Regions from separate parts of the Mus musculus genome. Here regions 1, 2, 3 and 4 are each linked to region 5. Evidence: chromatin contacts called from public Micro-C and promoter capture Hi-C data. All regions are on one chromosome and are shown on one strand. Each heading gives the region's core, a stretch centred on a gene start, on an enhancer-like site or on the middle of the called end of the contact. The rest is flanking DNA. Distances are from core to core; before and after follow the strand shown. Region 1 holds the start of Cpxm1 (carboxypeptidase X 1 (M14 family)). Region 2 holds the start of Ttl (tubulin tyrosine ligase). Region 3 holds the start of Zc3h8 (zinc finger CCCH type containing 8). Region 4 holds the start of Pced1a (PC-esterase domain containing 1A). Region 5 holds the start of Pdyn (prodynorphin).

What was found. Promoter capture Hi-C pulls out the DNA fragments that hold promoters and counts their contacts. A called contact is a pair of places that touch in the nucleus more often than the background predicts.
Region 1: a contact with region 5 is called in a promoter capture Hi-C map of embryonic stem cells, with 2.7 times the contacts expected there. The contact joins the promoter of Cpxm1 here to the promoter of Pdyn in region 5. A contact is called at or near these places in 6 of 39 promoter capture datasets (3T3-L1-derived adipocytes, embryonic stem cells, liver and 1 more).
Region 2: a contact with region 5 is called in a promoter capture Hi-C map of neutrophils, with 4 times the contacts expected there. The contact joins the promoter of Ttl here to the promoter of Pdyn in region 5. A contact is called at or near these places in 3 of 39 promoter capture datasets (embryonic stem cells, liver and neutrophils) and 2 of 9 other capture datasets (liver and macrophages).
Region 3: a promoter capture Hi-C map of neutrophils shows a contact between it and region 5, with 2.9 times the contacts expected there. The contact joins the promoter of Zc3h8 here to the promoter of Pdyn in region 5. A contact is called at or near these places in 4 of 39 promoter capture datasets (embryonic stem cells, hippocampal neurons, liver and 1 more).
Region 4: a Micro-C map of embryonic stem cells shows a contact between it and region 5, with 3 times the contacts expected there. The contact joins the promoter of Pced1a here to the promoter of Pdyn in region 5. A contact is called at or near these places in 1 of 39 promoter capture datasets (hippocampal neurons) and 1 of 484 Hi-C or Micro-C datasets (embryonic stem cells).

What each region holds. Positions count from the first base shown.
Region 1 is chr2:130,396,274-130,398,973 of GRCm38.p6, forward strand. Cpxm1 (carboxypeptidase X 1 (M14 family)) reads right to left here and starts at 1,356. Exons shown (of 14, transcript NM_019696.2): 1 at 1,086-1,356; 2 at 58-219. The coding sequence starts at 1,233.
Region 2 is chr2:129,064,630-129,067,329 of GRCm38.p6, forward strand. Ttl (tubulin tyrosine ligase) reads left to right here and starts at 1,318. Exons shown (of 7, transcript NM_027192.2): 1 at 1,318-1,674. The coding sequence starts at 1,518. It overlaps Vinac1 (vinculin/alpha-catenin family member 1), which reads right to left and starts at 1,280. Exons shown (of 11, transcript NM_001370941.1): 1 at 508-1,280.
Region 3 is chr2:128,942,756-128,945,455 of GRCm38.p6, forward strand. Zc3h8 (zinc finger CCCH type containing 8) reads right to left here and starts at 1,265. Exons shown (of 9, transcript NM_020594.2): 1 at 1,093-1,265. The coding sequence starts at 1,169.
Region 4 is chr2:130,422,965-130,425,664 of GRCm38.p6, forward strand. It overlaps Pced1a (PC-esterase domain containing 1A), which reads right to left and starts at 1,324. Exons shown (of 7, transcript NM_178762.4): 1 at 448-1,324. The coding sequence starts at 571. It overlaps Vps16 (VSP16 CORVET/HOPS core subunit), which reads left to right and starts at 1,356. Exons shown (of 24, transcript NM_030559.3): 1 at 1,356-1,483. The coding sequence starts at 1,431.
Region 5 is chr2:129,698,588-129,701,287 of GRCm38.p6, forward strand. Pdyn (prodynorphin) reads right to left here and starts at 1,351. Exons shown (of 4, transcript NM_018863.4): 1 at 1,121-1,351.

The DNA.
Region 1 (2,700 bases), core at 106-2,605, 700 kb after region 5:
CGAGAACGGAGCCTAAGCTTGTTCATAGGCTAGGCGGGGCCCCTGGGTAAGCAATACCTGGTTCTTGTTTCTCAGGGAGAGTGAGGGTCTTTGCTGGGTGAGTGGGCACCACAGGCCTAGCAGTCCCCAAGGGACCAGGGTGCCTTAGCTTCTTTCGCTTCTTGACAACGATCTTTTTTTTCTTGATGACTCGAAGCCGGACATGCCGTTCTGAGGTCTCTAGGGTACCAGGGGACAATGTACCAAAGAAGAGAAGAATGTCATGAAACCCAGACGGAAAGGTCTGCTAGCCCAAGAAGGCATTTGGGCATATGTGACACCTACAACAATTACTGACATCCTAGCACAGCACACAAGACCTGTTTCCTAACTCCACCTGCCTCTTTTAGTCATTTCTTCAGTTTTTCCTTCTTAACACAACATCTTTGGCTCACGTCCCCTCTGACTCCCTGATTCAGGGGAGAGCAACACTGAGCCATTAGAGACTGGTCACTCTGAAGGTCTGAAGTTAGTTTTTAACCTCCAGGCCTTGCTCTGGTCCGTCCTCTTCGGTAATACTACCTCCTGTCTCTAATCTTGCATCTACTCTCATCAACCTCCAAGCCTTCCTTATCTTCAGACTAAGCCTCGGGTCTTTTCCTGAATGAAGTCCGTGCTTGGCCTACCTGCTGGCCTCAGAGCTCCTAACTAAGGAAGAAGTTGGGAAGCCAGACAGTCTGCCTGCGCCCATCACGAGGCAGTGATCTTTCCTCCAGGCAGCCTCACTCCCTGTCTTTTCCCCTCCAGTCCATGGCCTTACACACCATCCTGCATAGGCTTGTCCCCTTTTAGTCTGGTGTCTCTTCACCTTTCCAGATTCTGGCCTCAAATTTCATTTGTGAAGAAGGCAGGCTGGAGTTGGGGCAGCCAGCATCCCGCTGGGCCTGCCCTAAGACTGCTGACTAGGTCTGGCCAGGATGGGGCTGCTGACTCAGCAGCCATTGCACTGGGCTGTGCTTGTCCCCGTTCACAGGGCGAGCTGGAGGACCCAGCTGGGGGAGTGGGTCTGACCTGCCCAGCAGCCGACCATGGGACCCAGAGCTCACCATTTGCCTTTGTGGACGGCTGTGCAACGCTGCTGTGTGGAGCCAGGGTTGAGCCCGGCGCCAGGCCCGGCACTGAGGCGCTGGGAGCCCCCAGCCCCAGACCGACGGAAGGCGCAAAGGCGGTCACTGCGAGCAAGAGACCCCACATAGCGGGAAGGGTCGACGAGCGCGCTGTGCCGAGGTTCTTGGTGGGTTCTCTTCTTCCTGCGGGCGTCTGCGGAGCCCCCCGCCCCTTCCTGCTCGCCCGCCCTCCACCGCCCCACGCCCCTCTGCAGCCTCCGGCCCGCCCACAGCCACTCTCTGGAATCCGACACCCTAGGAGGGGGAGGGCTGCGGAGAGCCGCGACATCCCCCGGGGGCGGCTGACTCTGGTGAACCGCGAGGACCCCCGGGGGGGGGGGAGGGCGGCGGGCTGGGGTCCAGAGACCCAATGTCGCAGCCTCACCGGTGTCCGGCCCTACACAGGCTGCAAAGTCACCGCACATTCTGTTCGACTGCGCGCGCCTATCCCATCTGCAGGCACCTATGCAAGGCGCTCTGCACGTGGTCTGAATCTTAGTCAAACTTCAGTTTGCAGGCTGATAAACTGAAGCTTGCATTGGGCCTTGTTGACGTGGCCAAGGTAACAAAAGCTGGGGGCTTTGGAAACTACAACTTGAGAGGAAAATCCATCCAGAACTTAGGGTGCCTTGCTGGGGTGGGTAGGGCAACGGGGAAAGACCGCAGGAGAGCAGTGGGGGTGGAAGGCTAGGGTTGCGTTGTGGGGGTGAGGGGTCCTCCATTAAACCCAAAAACAAACTGTGGGTGCAAAGAGAGGCGGCGCTTCCTCTCCGACCCGCCTCCTCTCTTTTTCCCTCCCGGGGCTGCCACGTTTTGGGGTTACATAACTCGAGGAAGGCAGCCAGAGCTGATAACCAGAGGGCTGGCGTCAAGAACCGTGAGACCAAGTCTAGTCTTAATGGGATTCCCGCACTTCTCGATCCACCTCCTTCCCCTCCTCCTCCCATCCTCCTCCAGGAGTTCTCTGACCTGTTTTCCCCAGGACCCCTCTAGATTCTCCCCACACCGGAGTCACCTGCCCCAAAGAAAGGCCTGTGCCACTGGTGCTTGCTCTGCCTTCGCTGTAGTCCCCCAAGAAGTGTCTATGTAAATGAGCTGAATAACCTCAAGTCAAGCCTGCACCTTTCAGAACCACCTTTCTGGTTCTGCAGCAGAACCAGAGCCTGGTGGAAATGCGTGGGGCCAGGTGTGGGGCTCCTGAACTGAGGCCACCTCCTATAGGGACCACTGCAAAGGAGTAAGCCCTGTCATCTAGCCCAACTATGGCACTCCAGGAGGGTCAGAGAACTCTGAGAAGGGAGTGATCACGGAGGACCCATACATGTCCAAGTCCCGTTTTGGTGCTCCCACCTAAGAAGCAGTGCTAGGCTCAGCTCACCAGATAGGCATAGAGAAGTTTAAGGAAGACACCATGTTCTACTGTCCTTTCTGATGCTGTGACAAAATACTCGGACAAAAGGCAACTTGGGGAAGGTAAGGATTTATTTCTAATTACAGGTTCATTCAGGGAAGTTGAGGCAGAACTCAGGCAGGAACGAACTTGAAAAACAGAAAC
Region 2 (2,700 bases), core at 68-2,567, 630 kb before region 5:
CTCTGTATATAGTTCTGGCTGTCCTGGAACTCACTCTGTAGACCAGGCTGGCCTCGAACTCAGAAATCCGCCTGCCTCTGCCTCCCAAGTGCTGGGATTAAGGGCGTGCTCCACCATTGCCCAGCTAAGACTCTTTTCTTAAGAGTATACTTATTAATATCTGTAAAGAACTCTCTATCTGTAGATTCACTTTGTCCCATCTTGAGAGATACCCATGAAATGCACACAACCCAGAACTGATGTCTTCTGACCTAAGACGGGTGCTGATAGCTTCCAACAGAACAGCTAGGCACTGATGGCACCTAGTATCAGCCTCTGCTGATGGCAGCAGGCAATAAAAGCCAGAGCTGATGGCTCCTGGCTTAACATGGGCACTGATGGTACCCAACCAGGAACTGATGGCCCCAACTATCCGCCTCTACTGATGGCAGAAGACAATTTAACTGCACACTCCTTGTCCAATGGATTTGTAAGACCCAGTTAAGAGTCCTATCTGTGTCCACTTACCTTATTCAATGTCGCTGTTCGGGTGCCAAATTAGAACATTGGGAGCCTCCTGGCCCGGGCCAGGGGTAGCAGTGGAGTCACAGAGTAAGGACTCTGGTGATGGCTTTAACGTCTGAGGGTCTTGGGGCTTTCTAGCTCTCTAATTATACTGAAATGCTGATGATAACTTCTAAAAAGTCCTAAAAACTTTCTTGCTCTTTCTGAGGGCTTGCTTGCTGGCTTAGGCGATTAACACCTGTAGCCTATCAGGGGAGGATTAAGCAATACAGCCTTTGTTCTATCTCAGCAGGAATCTTTCCTAAAATGAGTCCCTCATAGCCTTGCTTAATGAGGGCTCACTGTCGCAGATTATATAATAATCCAAGGCAGGCTACTTCAGGATGATCACCTGCTAGTTATTAGCTTGTCCCATTATGGCTCCTGACATGTGTCCGATTTTACCGCACCCAGATCAAACCCAGAGCTCAGTGCTGGCTAAGCAAGCACTCTACCAACTGAGCTACACCCATGCCTGGATCTTTTGTTTCATCCACCAAATCTGATTTTGAACTTGGTGGAAGACCCAGACAGAGGGCGGAAAGGGATATTGGCGGGCTATGGCGCAGCTGGAATTATTTCCCTTGGTCTCTCCACCGCAGTTTGCTATTACTGCAGCCACACTTGAGACCCATGTCACCGGCCACACACTGAGTGGCGGGGCGGCCCTGGTGGGCCCTGCTTGGGAGCTCCTGCCGCCGCAACCCGCAGACCTGCCCTTAGCGCCGCGCGGAATCACGGTCGTGGGCGGGGCGCCGGCGGTGGGCGGGGCGCTGGGGGTGGGCGCGGCGTCCGGGTGGCGCTCGCCACTCGGGCGGTGGCGCGGGCGCCCAGGGCAGACACTAGGGTAATCCGGAGGCGCGGCCCTGGAATTAGACCGACAGCGGGGCTGAGGCTGAGGCTGGGGCAGTGTGCACGCGGGGCCGCCGTGCCCTGGACTCGTGTAGCGGCTGCGGGGCGCGCTGCCCTTCGCCATGTACACCTTCGTGGTGCGCGACGAGAATAGCAGCGTCTACGCCGAGGTCTCCCGGCTGCTGCTGGCCACCGGCTACTGGAAGAGGCTACGGCGAGACAACCCCAGGTTCAACCTGATGCTGGGGGAGAGGAACCGACTGCCCTTCGGGAGACTAGGTGAGCCCTTCCCTCGTGGCCGCTGCGCGCATGAATCGGAGAGCGAGCGCTTTTGTTTTTTAAGGTCATTAATCTTCCCTAGGCGCGAGCTCACCTTAGCAGATATAAAATGGGTCTAGCAAGACCTAAACCCGTAGCTGGATTTGGAACGGAGTCTGGGTGCGGTTGCCCTGTCTGCTGACAGTGACCTATACCCGCACTCAGGGTGTCGGCCTGGTTCCCCTGCTTCCCTGGGCCCGCATCAGTCATCTTGCAGCTTTCCGCCACTTAGGATTCAGCTCTGTGTGGTGTGGGCGTGGAAGGGGAGTTGAAACCGCCGAGGCTTGGGTTACCCGGAGGCCAAGATGAACCGGCAGGGAATTTGGAGAAAACTCACTGACTTACCCAAAGCAGGAGCTTCCAGGGAAGCTGGAGCGTGGGGAGCTGTTCCATTTCAGACCTTTCCTTTAGCTGCACCAAAAGTTTACATTTGCAGCTGCATTTAGTGATGTTTTCTTACACGATCTTGGGTGACTTTTGCTCTCCTCATCCACATGTGCGAAACTGGCTTGGTACCATTCTATTCGCGTACTCTCATGTAGGAAGGGACAGCAACTCCCTTTTAAATGACGTAATCTTGAAGTTGTCCTAATGGGTTCAACTAGCATCCCACAGACTTGAACCTGGTCTCATGGTCCCTTCACTACATAGTCATCTGGGGAGGGCTTGCCTCTCTCTGGGTGTCTGGTTCTTTTCCAGAATTTCACTTGGGGGTGGGATCATTTGTATTTCAAGGACAGAAGAGGAGGGGGGCATCTCTACCTTAGCAAACACCCCAGAAAGTAGTGTCCCGTGTCCTGAAGAGGAGAGGTTTTTTTCAGACATAGGTGTGGTCAGCGGTGGATGAGGCTAAACGGAAAGCAGTTTGTTTGGAACTAACAGGCAATTTGGCAAGCTTGCATAGGGCACTTGGGTGACATTATAGCCACAGCAAGCTATGATGGCTTATGGAATGAAGTTTGTTAAGGCTTAGTCTTACTGAATTAG
Region 3 (2,700 bases), core at 15-2,514, 760 kb before region 5:
TTCAATTCCCAACAACCACATGAAGGCTCTCAACCATCTGTACAGCTATAGTGTACTCACATACATAAAACAAATAAATCTTTTTTAAAAAAAGTTTCACATTAATTACACAGCAAAGCTATGGTAGCCCAATTAGGCTAACAGTTTCCACTAAGGTATTTGAGACTGAGCAGTGAACATATACATATATCCTTTCCCCTTGAAACAGTGTTTCCCCTATGTAGCTGAGGTTGGCTTGGAACCTGCTATTTAGACCAGGCTGGTCCCAGTCTCCCAAGATCTGCCTGCCTTTCAAATGCTGAGATTAATAGGCCCAGCCCAACACTGTAATGTTATCTTAATGAGGGTGGAAAAAAACTCGTGAAGGATGTGTCAAGGGTTCCACTGAGGAAAGAGAGAACATAGAAGACAAGGATTTAGGAGAGATGGAGTTTGAGGGCATTATCAACTCAAAAAACTAAAAAGTGGGCCGGGCAGTGGTGGCACATGTCTTTAATCCCATACTTGGGAGGCAGGGTCAGTCGGGTTTCTGAGTGAGTTCCAGGACAGCCAGGACTACACAGAGAAACCCTGTCTCGAAAAATTAAAACCAAAAAAAAAAAACCAAAAAAAAAAACCAAAAACCAAAAAAACCTAAAAAGTGAGTGGGTATCTGCACAGAAATCCCGCACTCTGACTAAGTACGAGATTAACAACACGCTTTTCCAAATTAACAGAAAAACTAAGCCGAAATGATGCTTGCTGCTTTATTCTGGGAGTTCTGGTTCAGGATCACTGGCAGAGCAGTCTATGTATCCTTCAACTCTCGAGGTGCCGGCAAAGCCACCTCGGAGGTGACTGACAGCAAACACGTTAAGCGCACGTGCAAGGGGAGCAGCCGGCCCCTGGGGGCAGATTCAGAGGCTGGGGCCTCCTCCCGCCGCCCGGCCACTGCCCTCGCCCGCAGTCCCTACTCTGACTTCCACCCCACTTCCCCTTCCGACCTCCCCGCTCCGGTCCCGGCCCACGCGCCAGCCAGGGCTCGCCGGTTTCCAGGAGCGAGGGGGCGGAGCCCAAGCGGTGCCCTGCAAAGGACCAGAACGTGGGGATCACCTTTCCTCAGGGTCGGCGGCCGGTTTTTTGCCGAGGGCCGGATTGGGGGGCTTTGAAAAGAGATTTTCAAAATCCATAACTCAGACAGGGACCGTTCCTCTCCACGCCGAGCAGGTACTGAACAACCAGCGAAGCGGAGGCTACAGTCGCGCCAAGGGCCACACGCTCCGCCCAGCGCACGCGCACGCGCTCGCGCTCATGTTGCTTGGGCGCGACTCCGCGCGACCTGGCCAGCCCTACCACGCATGCGCAGTTCTCACCGTTGGTGGGGAGGCTTTCGGTGCCTGAGCTGCGCACGCGCAACTCTCTGTACTTATGTCCGATTCGTTCCTTAGTGCAGCACTACAATGTCGTTAAAAAATTAAAATAATCTTTAGGATTCTTCTTTAGAAAGCTGTGCTATTTTTATATGTACGAGAGAGAGACAGAGAGAATGAGTGCAGATGCCCGCGGAGGCCAGTTATTGTAACCCACCTGACATGAGTGTTGGGAACAGAACGCAAGACCTTTATGTTTTAACTATTGAGCCATATATCTCTTCCAGCCCCTTTAAAATTGACAGGTGACCAAGCAAAATTAATTGCACAAAAAGGAACCTAGACGATCTCTTCTGAGTAAACACATAAATATATTTAAAGCAGGCAAATTCAATAGAAAGTACTAAGTATTAAGACTATTTGGGGGTGGGGGGGTGGGGGGGTGCAGTCTTAGAGACCTGCAGATGAAGATGCAAAACTCTCAGTTCCTGCTGCACCATGCCTACCTGGATGATGCCATGCTCATTCCTTCATGATAATGGACTGAACCTTTGAATCTGTAAGCCGGCCCCAATGAAATGTTGTCCTTATAAGAGTTGCCTTGGTCATGATGTCTGTTCACAGCAGTAAAACCCTAAATAAAATGGAAGCTGGTAGCCGGGCGTGGTGGCGCACGCCTTTAATCCCAGCACTTGGGAGGCAGAGGCAGGTGGATTTCTGAGTTCCAGGCCAGCCTGGTCTACAAAGTGAGTTCCAGGACAGCCAGAGCTATACAGAGAAACCCTGTCTCGAAAAACCAAGAAAAAAAAAAATGGAAGCTGGTACCAGGGATAGGTCTGACCATGCTTTTGTTTGGAAGAATGTTGATTTCAGGACTTTGGATTTGGAAAGCGGTGGAATGTTTTAAATGGGGCTTAATGGACCATCCTAGTAGGAATATGGAAGACTTGCTGAGAATAACTGTGCAGACCAGGCCCAAGAGGTTTCAGAGAAGAATTTTCAGTTTGTGGCATAGAGACTGTTTTTGTGGTATTTTGGTGAAGAATGTGGCTGCTTTTTGCCCTTGTCTGAGAGTCTATGTGGGGCTAAGGTAAATATATATATTAATTGCATTGACAAAGGAAGTCTCAAAAAAGCCCAACATAGACTTTGTTCTCTGGTTAAATCTCATGAAGAGGTTTTTTTTTTTTTTTGAATAAGTGTAGCAGGCTTTGAAAGGAAAAATACAAAATATGTGGTTGACATTAAAGGGGCACCAGGAAGTGAAATGGAACTGAATCTTATGTTCAAGGAGGTTAAATTGAATTAAGGAAGTGTTGACCTTAGGCCAAGATCCACACAGCAAAGTACA
Region 4 (2,700 bases), core at 74-2,573, 720 kb after region 5:
TGTTTTCCAGGGATTGACTCTCCAACAGCAGCTCTATGGAGGGTTGGCTTAGAGAAGAAAAGACGAGATTTTAAAGCCCTAGCTCTGCTCTTTCCAGCTATTTCCCTCTCCTCTAGCTTATGTACAGCGACCAAAGACCAAATGGCAAAATTAAGTTGGTCCCATCCCTAGGAAAACACACAACATAGCCCACAGGTCCTTTTAAGAAAATCATGAAGGGCAACAACAAATAAAGATGCCACACTCATGGGCTAAAAAATAGTGCACAAATGATATGCCGGGGCACCCAGGGAAGGTACATAGGGAATTTAAAAAAGAAAAAAATGCAGTCTAGTGTCCTGAAACAGAGTAAGAGATGGAGAAGTCTGAAATGGAGATGTGGCGTGCAGACAAAGAAAAGGTTGAAGATACAGGGCGGTGAAATGTCATCCTAGAGTGGTCACTCACTGGAGTCCCCCAAAATGACCACGAACTTGTTGTGTAGCAGCTGCTGGACTTCTGAGGCATGGAAGTGGACCATGGCGCTTCCCAGCAGGCGGTGTGGCATCTCGTTTTCCAAACAGAAGACCATGCTGCCACTGACACCAGCTGCAGGGAGAGGCCAATAAGCTGACAGAGGGCAGGGACTCTAGGTAGGTCCGGTCTGTTCCAAGATGACCCATGCGCGCTGGCCCCTCCCTGGCTGCTCTGTGTAATGGGGAGGAAAGTGGGAGCGGCAAGGCGAATCCCAACACGGCAGCAGCCTTTATCACACTCGGAGGGAAGAAGGGTCACTTGGGCCGTAGTCTTAGACTACAGCGCTTCGCGCGCGCAGAGACGCCTTTGCCCTGCCACGTGTCAACGGCGGCCCCGCGCGTGCGCATTCGTCCGCTCGCGCCAGTTACCAAGTCTCTCGGGGGCTCCAGGGATTCACGGGCCAGTAGGGCAGGCCCAGGTGCCGTGCGACAGCGTCTCGGCAGCGATGTCCTGATCTAGAGTCAATGATCCCATGCCCCTGGAGAGCGGTGGGTTCTGCAAAGATCCCGCCCCACAGAGCCCGGGTGCCCAGGTTAGCTGTAGGTACGCAGCTCGACGCCCAGCGCTCGCCATGCGTGCGCTACGGTGGTCCAGCCAACGCCTCCAGCATCTGTGCCTCAGATGCTCATGGCTCCCACTTTCGGTCACCCGTGTCCCGCCCTATGCGATCCCCAACGCCGGAGGAGTCAGAAAGGCAGCGAGGTTGGCCGCTGTGGAGGACAGAAACCAGGGCTAGGTCCACTCGGGCCGCCGCGCCGAGGGCAGGACGATAGCTCAGCGTAGCTTGCCCACAGTTCTGATGGCCGCTAAGGCGGCCTCGTCACGTGACCCCGAAGGGCGGAAGCGGAAGTGCGGCCTGAGCTTGCGCTAGGCGGGTTTTTCCTCGGCGACTCTTGCCGCCAGCTGTACTAGACATGGACTGTTACACTGCGAACTGGAATCCACTCGGGGACTCTGCCTTTTACAGGTGAGCTGCCCGACGCCCCACCTTCCGTCCCACAGCCCAGCTTACCTTGCTTGTCTGCTGCTGGCTTGAGCCTCCCGGCAGAGCCAGCAATGCTCGCCCCGGCCACTACGCGTGCTGGCGTCCGTCCCTATGGCGGCTCGCCTGAGCGTCTGCCACTTTACGCACTTTAGGGGCAGCAATCTGGTCCTTCCTTTGCGCCAACTGAGGCAAGCTGAGAAGCCACCCCTAAACCGAGGTCTGTTGGCCTCCGGAAGGATGCTTAGATCACGTAGAGGGAGGCCGCCCCGCGGCGACAGCGAGTGCCAGTCTCCTTCCGGAAACTGCTGAAGTCGGACCACAGGGGCTCTCACAGGAAGGCGGGATCGCCACAGCGGGCGGGGTGACAGTACTGACCAAAGCTGAGAAAAGGGGATGAACCGCTTTTCAGTCTTGGGGCACTATTAATGAGGAACCCGAGGCAGTGGCAACTCACCGGGGTTGGAGTGCCCTTAGCTGTGGGTCTTTCTCAAGGCTAAAACTAGTAACGTGATTACAATGGTTACCGTCTCGTTGGCTTTATTTCTTTTTAAGATATAAAGTACAAACTGCTTGTGGAGCGCTCATCAATTGGTCAGCCTACATTTGTCACTCTCTGAGTGGTTTCCAACTTAACCTCAATCATCCTCAATCCGTGGGTGTACCAGCTTCACAGAATTAATTGCAGGACCTCATCACACCAGGCAATTCCATGGCTTTGTGTTTGCACAGTTCTATAGTCGCTTCTATGGGCATTGCTATTTTCCTCTTTATCACCCTGAAGAATGTTGCTCATCTTTCAGGACCTGCTTGGTTTTCCTACAGTAGAATCCTTTTATGCCTCACAAAGGTCCAGTTGTAGAGTCTTATCATATGTGGCACACGAGGGCAGTGTTGGTATGAGTTTCTCGTGCTAAGCTCTTGAAGGCTAAGAATACTTCTATTTCCCATGCATATTTAGGCTAGTGCCTGTTACCTAATAGTTGGTCAGCCTTTGGTGGCCCACGCCTCTTAATCCCAGCACTCTGAGATTCAGGCCACCCTGCTCTATAGCTCAGGCCAGACAGGGCCACATAGTAAGACCCTGTCTTGAAATAATAACAGAAACAAGCAAAACCTAATCATTACCCAACAAAATGGTAAAGAATGTTTTATTGATGTACCCGAAGATCACAAAGACATTGCGTTGGCGTCTTATTTCA
Region 5 (2,700 bases), core at 101-2,600:
CCCCCATGACTAGGAACAGAAAAGGACTGACATTCTGAGAGGTTTTGCAACAGATCTTGACAGCAACGCCTGTCAGGTTAGAAAGATATCAGTGTGTATTTCACCAACCCTTGGCAGAAGGGTGATAATGAAGGTTTGCTCTCTGTGGGAGGGTACTCGAAACCAGATCCAATAACCTAAAGAGCTCGGAGGCTTTATTAAGGGATACTTGTAAATCTTGAGAGGTTCTCAGAAAACACACACACACACAGGGAAAAGTGACAAGACACAGAATTTACTGTTCAATCATGGAGGTGACTACAGTCGCCGTCTCTGAAGCTCGCCAGCTTTTTGCTGATGTCAAACTTTGGGGTTCTACAGCACTTTCTTTAAACATGAGCATTGCTATCAGAGAGCGGGTGACTTTCCTCAAAAGAGCCTCCACCAGCCTAACTTAGCTGCCTCCAGCGGTAGCGTGACTGTGATTTACAGGAAAGCAACAAGTCCTTTCACAGTGAAATTGACATGGGAAGTCCCCCTCAGACTGGGTATCCAGCCGAGCTCTTGCTTTCCTTTCTAGTTCCCTTTCAACCAAACAACCCCAGACTTCATTCTGAGTGAAATCAAAGGAAGCCACTCAAATCAGCACCTTGTCAGAGATTAAACGTGATTCAAAAAGAGTGAAAAAGGACGGCACTTATTTATGCATTGATGGTGCAGATCGGTACTTGGCAAATGCCGAGTCCTGAACCTCATTAACGTTCCCAACCTGTGTAAGCTAAGTCCAGTGAGAACGTTGACCTTTAAGATCATGCTAATTAGTGAAACCTCTCAGTTTTCCACTCAGGCTACCACCTTCTCCTCAGATCCTGAAAACTAGTGTGGGGACTGCTGTGTGGCAGAGGCGAAGCCCCGCTAGCACCTGTGGGCGCCAGGACTGTTCAGGGCATGGTTTCCAGAGGACAGGCAGCTCTTTGGACTCTCTGAGCTTCTGTAAGCTCACCTTGAAACTATGATTTCCCTGTGCTGAGTAACCAGACCCAAACCTAACTTCCCCCGTCCAAGCTCCCACCGGCGCCCCTGCATAGCACCAGGAGCACATGCATAAAGCCAGAGAGCCTGAGCGCCCTGCGGATCTTACCTGCTTACTGCTTTGTCCCTGGCAGGCTTCTGGCTGATCAGGTGGTAGGGTGGCCGATCCAAGATTCAGAAGGTACCCTGACTCTAGCTCAGAGAAGTGCCACAGAGGAAGCGACGAGGGCTACCAAATCCCCCTATGGCAGTTCTGGAGCCTTATTCCCCTTTTATAGATGAGAGTCTCCCCCTGTCGCTCAGCCCTCTCAGCGCTCGCTCACAGAGCACAGGCTGCCAGGAGCCAATGGGGGAGTGGCAGAGCAGTCAACGCTCAGACCCCCGGGTCCTTCCACTCAACTCCCTGGGCCCGAGTGAGACACAATAGCTGCTCCTGGTGATGTGGGTGTGGAGGAGGATGCTTTCGCGAAGCCCGGGGGTGGATTCTGGTGTAGCGCTGTTTGTCACTTTCAATGCGGCCACTTTTCAGCATCTCCAGGAGAGTGTCACAGGAAAACAGAGACAAAGGTGGGGGAAAGGCAGAGATAGGAGGAGACAGAGAGAGGCGCAGAGAGTCCAATAGAAAGGCAAAAAAAAGTTGAGAATCAGAGAATGGAAACAGAGAGAGGCATGTCTGAAGCACAAGGAAGCCTAGGCAAAGTAAGAGGAAAAGAGAAAGAGCCACAGCCACAGAGGCTATCAAAGATCAGGAGAAAAAGAGGAACAGGGGGTCGGAGGAGGAGGAATGCAAGAAACAAAGGCTGTCTCAAAATATAGGGAACCAAAGGATATGCTGAAGTGTTCAAAGCAGAGGTCTTGGTTATAGAAGAGGAACATTCAGCTCCATGTTGGCAGGGACACACACACACACACACACACACACACACACACACACACACACTAGCATGCATATGAGTGTACATTTGCCTGAGAGTGCCAGGTGACTTGGGCACCTGTCTGAGTTGATGCCAGACACTGCCTTTCCTCAACCAGAGGCTGCCGTTCAATATTCAGTTTTCTCTGGCAGCCCCTGGTTCTCACAAACAAGGATGGCTGCAAACACCTCCCAGAATACCCATGTCTCTGAGTTTGGAAGGAAACATGCTTGTCTCTGTAGTCAGCTGCAGAGATGTTCACCTTGTGGGGGGGGGGGGATAGCAGAGGCTGGCTGGGCAGTCCGTGTCATGAACACCTGGGTTGCACCAGGCAGTGAGCAAAGACATCAACTTTAATCCTCACATTCTGGCCAGGCGCAGAGGCAGAGGCTGGAGAGCTTAGAAACTGGACACAGAACACAGCAAGTCATCACCCAGACCTAGATGGATCTGGTCCTTCCCATCATCTACTGGACAAACGCCCACTCTGAGGACTTGGTTCTACAGTGTCTGTGACTTGATCTGTTTACCTGAACAAGGTCGATGACAGCTACAGCTAGTAGTAACATTGGATGTGTCAGCTTGGTCTCTGCCTCTGCCACCCATCTGTGCAGAGCCCTAAGTCAAGTGAGTGGGTTCAGCCTCAATCTGCTTATCTGTAGAATGGGGGAAAGAACCCCACTGGGATCTTGGCATAGTGAAAGGAGGAAATGCCAAAAGCAATTGCCATAGCTGGCATGTGGCCAGGACTTCCCTACAGCTGTCCTCCAGGTAA